Linked DNA regions of Zea mays: region 1 is linked to region 2. The links are chromatin contacts, called in public Hi-C maps. All regions are on one chromosome and are shown on one strand. Each heading gives the region's core, a stretch centred on a gene start, on an enhancer-like site or on the middle of the called end of the contact. The rest is flanking DNA. Distances are from core to core; before and after follow the strand shown.

Region 1 (3,947 bases), core at 488-2,987, 530 kb before region 2:
TATCAGAAAATGAACAATTTTTACACTGTTATAACTCACTTGTAGTAACTCTTTACCCAAGTAGAAATAAGCTAATGAAAGGAAACATAACTGCAAAATAACAGCAAATGAAAAGCTGGGTTGGAACAATTGGAAAACTTTAACACATGCATTTTTTTCCAAACCAATACTACCGTGAAGAAGTTGTAACAAGTACCTTTCTCTCTTTTTGGTGTTGAAATCAGCCTCCAGCCTAGCATATACTTTCTTTGCCATCTTAGTTGCTTGATCATTGCTAGGATGGGCCTTCGACACAAACACAATGAACCATTCTCGTTCATCATTTTGCACAATTAATTTGAGGCGAGGCTTAAGAATGGTCTTGAATTCATCAAGGTCCTGCACATTTTTGTATATAAACAAATAAATGAATGGCAAAGTCATCCACATGGCCATTTGGCGAGTACAAATGAATCAAAATGATTAGCATACAGTAGGATCAAGAGGGGGATGTGGGTGGGGAGTACCTCACAAGTAACAAGAACAACAGTCGCATATGGCTCCCGGAACCAGAATAAGTACTGTTCTTGTGGGAATCTACTCCGCAGTCTTGAATCAGTAGTTTGTATAAACTCAGCTGGAAGATTTTCAACAAAAACAGGGTTCCTTGCCTTGTTGTTGAGACAGGCCTTCTTCACTGGCACTCGTTGTTCAAAACTTTCCTTGACATTTAGCCACAAGTCACTAACATCTTCAACTGTTACAAAAGTCAAATCAACATACGAGAAGGAATTTGTAGAAATATACAAACTTGAAACCACTTCAACAGCTTGGACAGCAAAGAAGTATGAATTATATAGGTAATAGGTCTACTTCAATTGTGATCCGAATTAACCCCTAGAGGGTTATTAGTCCATCCATGCTAGATACCCGTGCACACAGGTTGTAGCACAGTAAGGCCGGTGGATGCACACTCGTCCGTACTGTCAGAGTTATGTCCCCGAAACAAAGGAGGTGATGGAACAACATATTTACATGAGTTCGTTCAGAGTGACATTGTAACTCGTCATGCAGGAACAAGATTGAGCTACCAAAATGGTAATTCGAGATCTCTCACGTATTCATTAGCTTAAGCAATCTGAAACTAAAGAGGGCAAAGGAAAAAAAAACTTGAGCATTCTGAAACTATCACTATAGGCACTATGCAACGAGCAGGCACTCAGCTACACAACCAGACAAAGCACGGTAACGCCATTCCTGCACGAATCTAGGCTCGTTCGGAACCTTCCAGATCACACGGCAACAAGATCAGGTGGACCAAGCTACCCAGATCGCGCCCCCGCAGCGCAGTTCAGATCCTTGGGGATAGAATTATGTTTTTGCAATTAAGAGGGGAGGCGACAGGTTCGTACCGGCGATGACGATGCGGTCGCAGGAGGACTTGATGGTCTGGAACTGCGCGAGGTAGTTCGCCATGGCCGCCGGCCGAAGCGGCGGCGGCGAGGTAGGCGGAAAGTGATGGGCTCCGCGCCGGTACTAGTGCCCGGCGCGGCCGCTACAGCTTCTGGGAAGTCGCCGGATGCGCTAGCGAGGTGCAAGGTCCCCGAGATGCGGAGGCGACGGGGAGCAGTGGGGTGTCTGCTGAACACGAAACGGGTCGGGTGCGGAGGAATTACGACGGTAACGGAACGAGGGCAACTACTGCTGTGATGCTCGCTTCTGTCCGATAAATCAATGATCCAACCGTACGCTTGGCCCATTTGGCAGTGCTTCTCCCTACCTGCTTCTATTAGGCTTCTTATTGTTAGGAATAACAACGAAGAATATATCGTCGGATTTTAGCTCTCGGTCTCTACGACGAAAAAATTCCGCTACGGAGATCTCATGAACGATTGTGGAGGATATTTATTTCTTATTCTTATTCTCGGCAGATATAAATTCGCGGAGATCCCTGTATCCGATTAAATTATAAATAGAATGTACTTACTTTGTTATGATGTAAAATATTGTCACATATACACATTTGTTATATGTAAAAAATCATTATATATAAATTAAAATAAACACATTTGTACATCGAGTGATTTCTTTATAATATAATTATTTATTTTTTATTATTAACTATTAAAAAACATCATCGCATGTAAGTTTAAAGAATCCCCACGGGGAACAGGAATGGAGAATGCTTCGACATTCTAGTTTACGCATCGGGTGATAATTTTTTCTTGTTTGCATCTCGTGTGGGTAAGAACTTCTCTATTTCTATCCTCTAATCAAAGAATTCCATATGAAAATCGGGACTCAGAGTGTCATTGTCATCTCTACCTATCGTAAGCTGTAGCAAACACCAATTTCTTAAATAGCTTTTGATAGAAAGCATTTCTTCCTTTTGTACTACATAGGTGAAGCAGAAAAAACTAGCTTCCCTAGCTTTGGCTCGTGCTTTTTTTTTAAAAAAAAAACTCCCACCGTATAGAAGAATATGATCTCCATTCTAACGTTTGCGAGTGTCCAGCGATGAACATGTTGACGCCTTTTTTGGCGCCAAACACTCAACACAAACCGGCGGCGGTGCTCTCTGCACAGACGCGGACGATCAGTGGCCAGGGGTCGGACGGTCCGCGACCTAGTGCAGGGCTAGGGTTTCCTGCCTGACGGCCGGATGGTCCGCGCCCTAGGACTGGACGGTCCGCGCGTGCGCAGGGGGCGGCGAAGGTCGCCGGCGGTGCTTAGATCTCGCTCCTGAGAGGGACCCCGTCGGGGAGGAGAGATCCTAGGTGATGTCTAGGCTCGGGCAGACCGACCTAGACTCCTCTAATCGACGTAAAGTCGAAGAGAAGCGGAAAATTTAGGGATTGAGAGGCTAAACTAGAACTACTTCTAATTGTACAAGAAATAAATGCGAGATTGAAGTGTTATTGATTCGATTGATGATTACAAATCGGTCGTATACCTCTCTATTTATAGAGGAGGGGGGCTAGACCCTTTACAAACTAATTTCCGAGCTAATTCCGCGAATCTAGCTAACAACCGTAGCACAAAACTTGGAACCCTAATCTGCTCTGCGCACGCGCGGACCGTCCGACCTCAGGGCCGGACCGTCCGCTGCTCAATTTAGTGGTCAACAGAACTCTCTGTGCCTTCACGCTCCTTCGGTGAAAGTATCTGACCATAGTACCGCACCCGCCCTCATGGTCGCTGCCCAAGGCCAGCACGGAGCCGGCCTAGGCACGCTGGAGGCGGTCGCGGCATCCCTTCTGTTCCCATTTTGTCTGTTACTTTAATATTGGTATCAATCCATATATATTGAGGTAGATTGTAACGTAAACTAATTTAAGTTACACTCCAATTCACCTCAATATATATGTATTAGTGTCAATATTGGAGTATCTGTCGGTGTTTTGGGTCCGACCGCACACCCGGGGTTGCCTCTCAAGGTGTTTTTAGGAGTAGGACGGTGTCGCCGACTGTAGCTAAATGGTTCGTGCCGGATGCACGAGGAACAATGGACAGTGTTTACAGGTTCGGGCCGCTTGGAGATGCGTAACACCCTACGTCCTGGTGAGAATGCTTTACGTGGTGGATTACAAGGGAGCTCTCTAACACTAGAGAGTAGAGAGTTGGGGTGGATGGCTGAGTAATGAGATCGATCTTTTTGAAGGGGTGCCCCCTAGGCCTTATATATTCGACCGTGAGGCAATACATGCGGATGTGATAACAATGCGCACCTAAGAGATAGTGAACTGATTGAGTCTATCTTCCTATAGTTCTGTCGACTTATCCTCGCCTGGTTCCGTTGTACGAGGCTCCAGCGCGGGAAAGTCGGGTCTCTGTTGCGGTTGCTTGCTCAACGTTGTTGGGCCATCCGGGCTCGCACCGATCCGGCCTTATGTCGATCTGCTTCACTGGTCGTTCTTCCCCAGGCCCATGAAGGGATGACCTTACGATTTATTGGGCCCTTGGGCCTT
Region 2 (3,550 bases), core at 25-2,524:
CCATATCAAAATGTTATCTCCCAAAACACTTTTTTGTGCAAAAGCAAGAGCTAAACATGTCTACATGGTTAGTTGGCAGACTTTTATTCATGTGTTTCATTTCGCTATTATGGTAACTTAGATCATACATAAGTTATTTAGTGGATACATCTTGATACAGTAAATTATCAAGCATTGTCTATTGTGTGCCACAACGCCATACATTCTTGTTGAGCCTTATGTCCTAATTACCAAGCAGACCACAACTATATATGATCTGAATCTGAAATGAAATAGAAGTTACCTAACCTATTTACATATACTTTAACTAATGATAAGAACAGAATTGGATCTAAGTTCTATTATCAAGATCCAGATGCACATATATATTTTGTTCTCGATCTTAAAGCTAGAGCAAGGGTCTAAAAATTTTAGGTTCCAGCGGCAACATCTGCATTGAGGATTGCTAAAGGTGGGTGTTGCAGCTGGTGGCCGTGACCTGCCTCTCCCTGGCCGGCAAGATGGAGGAGACCCTCGTGACCTAACCTCCCTCCTGGACCTACAGACAAGGCAATTAGAACACTACTTGCCATGCATACATGTCATTATGGCTATATGTTTAGTCCCAATAATAATTATGACTCTCGTGAGTTCTTTCTTAATTAATCAAGGCTGATGAACATTGATTGATTATTGTTGATTGCACGTCATTGCAGGTTGACAACACCAGCAGATACAACTGCTTCGAGCCTAGGACAGTCATATTATGGAGATTATCAACCTGATGGCGCTCAACTGGCGGCCCGGTCGTATTCGATTGTTAATACATTCAATAAACAGACATCTGCAACTCTTACAAATTTGTACACTTAGTTTACATTTTCTTTTTTGGTGGAGGACAATTTTGTTTAGAGTTTAGGGTATTTTTGCTTCAGTGCAATTTCTGAGAGATTTGAGCAATGCACGTCCTTGAAATTTAAACATGCATCATTATTAAAGGTCTACCGTGAGATATGTGAAAACCGTTGCAACGCACGATTAGGACCCTAGTATGTATTAAGAAAATAGAAAGTGAATATTAAGTAGGGATTATTAATGGTAAGGGCTTCTTCGGTTATTCCTATCCCATGTGGATTGGATGAGATTGGAAAAAATTGTGAAAAATTTTGACTTGTTTGGGATTGAAACCCATCCAATCCCACACAATCCACATGGATTGAGAGCAAAACGAACCAGCCCTAAAGAGTTGATAATCCCGACGGTTCGACTTCGAGCCTTCCTTTCATCTCGGCCGCGCCAACACGGTTCTCAGTTACCAGATCAAGCCCCTTTCCTCTTGAGCCACCGCTGATGGCCTCCACCCCGCCGGCGCCCGCCGTGGCGCCGTCGCTGGTGGACACCCTCTTTCAGCGCTCCCTAAATGACCTCGTCAAGTCCCTCCGAGCCGACCCGTCGGCCGCCGGCGAGGCCCCCGCCGTTACCCGCGCGCTCTCCGAGATCCACCGCGAGATCCGCGCCCCCGACGCCGCCACCAAGTCCGTCGCGGTGCAGAAGCTCACGTACCTCTCCTCCCTCCACTTCGCCCCCGTCTCCTCCCACCCGCTCGCCTTCCCCGCCATCGAGCTTCTGGCCTCGCCGCACCTCCCCCACAAGCGCCTGGCCTACCTCGCCGCATCTCTCTCGCTCCACCCGGCCTCGCTCTCCCTGCTCCCGCTCGCCACGCACCAGCTCCACAAGGACCTCTCCCCCTCCGCTGGCGCCCACCAGCACGTCTCTGCGCTCGCGCTCCAGCTCCTCGGCTCACCCGCCGCGGCTGCCGCTCCCGACCTCCCGGTTCACCTCGTGCACGACCTCGTGCCACACCTCACCCGCGGCAGCCCCCGCGCTATTGCCGCCGCCGCGCGCGTCATAGCTGCCTCTCCGTCCGCGGCCGTGCCGGTCCTCTTCAAGCCGCTCGCAGCCTGTCTCGCCTCTCCCGATCCTCGGGCGTCCACGGCTGCTGTGGCAGCCTTCTGTGACCTATCGGCGCCGCCTGCTGACGCGACTCCTTTTCTGCCGCTTGCGCCCGACCTCTACAGCCTGCTCACCACCTCCCGATCCAACTGGGCGCTCATCAAGGTGCTCAAGGTGTTTGCGCGACTGGCTCCTCTCGAGTCCCGCCTGGCAGCTAAAATTGTCGACCCGGTCTGCCAGCTCCTCACTCGATCTGCGGCCATGTCACTGACCTTTGAGTGCATCCGTACGGTACTCACTGCACTGCCAGCACATGATGCCGCAGTCCGCCTTGCCATTGGGAAAACCAAGGAGTTCATTGCTGCTGCTGATGACCCCAACCTTCGGTACCTTGGGCTTCTGGCTCTTGGTATGATTGGCCCAGCATATGCATCCACAGTGAATGATTGTTGGGATGCTATTGTGAAGTCACTGGGTGATGCTGACGCGAACATTCGCCAGGAGGCATTGCATCTTATTATGGGGATGGTTAATGAAAACAACATCATGGACATTGCTGGTATCCTGATCAGTCATGTTCCAAAGTCAGACCCAGAGTTCGCAAGTGACATTCTTGGGGCTGTTCTAGCAGCATGTGGGCATAATGTGTATGAGATGGTGGTGGATTTTGATTGGTATGTTTCACTCCTTGTGGATATGGCAAGAACTCTGCATTGTGCCCAGGGGGATGAGATTGGTCGGCAGTTTGTTGATTTAGGACTGAGAGTGCAGGATGCGCGGCCAGAGCTTGTCCGTTTAGCTCGAAGTCTTCTGATTGATCCTGCTTTGCTTGGAAATCACTTCCTCTTCCCTGTTCTTTCAGCGGCTGCATGGATTTCTGGTGAGTATGTGGACTTAACGAAGGATCCTGTTGAGCTTGTTGAAGCACTGTTGCAACCAAGGACCAGCCTCCTGCCAATTTCAGTGAGAGCTGTCTACATCCATGCAGTATTTAAATTGATTACGTGGTGTTTCAGTGTGTATGTTGGGAGATTGGGTGATTCAGGCATGGCAATGGATGTCATGTTTGACAGGTTAGCTGCTGATCAAACTGTTAGTGCGGAAAGCAATGCTGCACTTGGGTCTGGTGAAGAGCAAGATATTGGGGCGAGCACAGTACTAAAGGACCCTTTTTTGCATGAATCAATACTTTACATGATTAACCTGATTCAAACAACAATTGGTCCACTCATTAACTGCAATGAAGTAGAACTCCAGGAGAGAGCACACAACCTGATTGGTTTTATCCATTTAGTAAGAGAAATTCAAGAGTTGAACAAAAGGAAGGTTGCTGACGGTGACAAGTCAAGCAGGTTAAAAGAGCTTGTTGAGATTATGCGGACAGTATTCTGTCAAGAACTAGGTCCTGTTTCTGTGAATGCACAGATGAAAGTGGCCCCTCCAGATGGCCTTATCCTGAATGAAAATCTTGTTGAACTTGCTGGCATGGTGAGTGAAGATGATACTACTCCCTCAGCTTCAATATTTTTCTATCCTTGCAGTCGTCATTCTTTAGATACCAGAGACGAGCCTGCAGTGTCAATTGGTTCTTCATCTCTTTCTGAGCATCGCAAGAGGC

What was found. Hi-C and Micro-C count contacts between places; a contact is called where the count stands out from the background.
Region 1: a Hi-C map of leaf shows a contact between it and region 2, with 7 times the contacts expected there. The contact joins the promoter of LOC100381936 here to the promoter of LOC100279859 in region 2. A contact is called at or near these places in 2 of 25 Hi-C or Micro-C datasets (ear and leaf).

Annotation. Positions count from the first base shown.
Region 1 is chr3:131,468,452-131,472,398 of Zm-B73-REFERENCE-NAM-5.0, reverse strand. LOC100381936 reads right to left here and starts at 1,737. Exons shown (of 21, transcript NM_001350018.1): 1 at 1,392-1,737; 2 at 507-736; 3 at 197-378. The coding sequence starts at 1,455.
Region 2 is chr3:130,939,065-130,942,614 of Zm-B73-REFERENCE-NAM-5.0, reverse strand. It overlaps LOC100279859 (AP-3 complex subunit delta), which reads left to right and starts at 1,274. Exons shown (of 2, transcript NM_001152812.2): 1 at 1,274-3,550. The coding sequence starts at 1,330.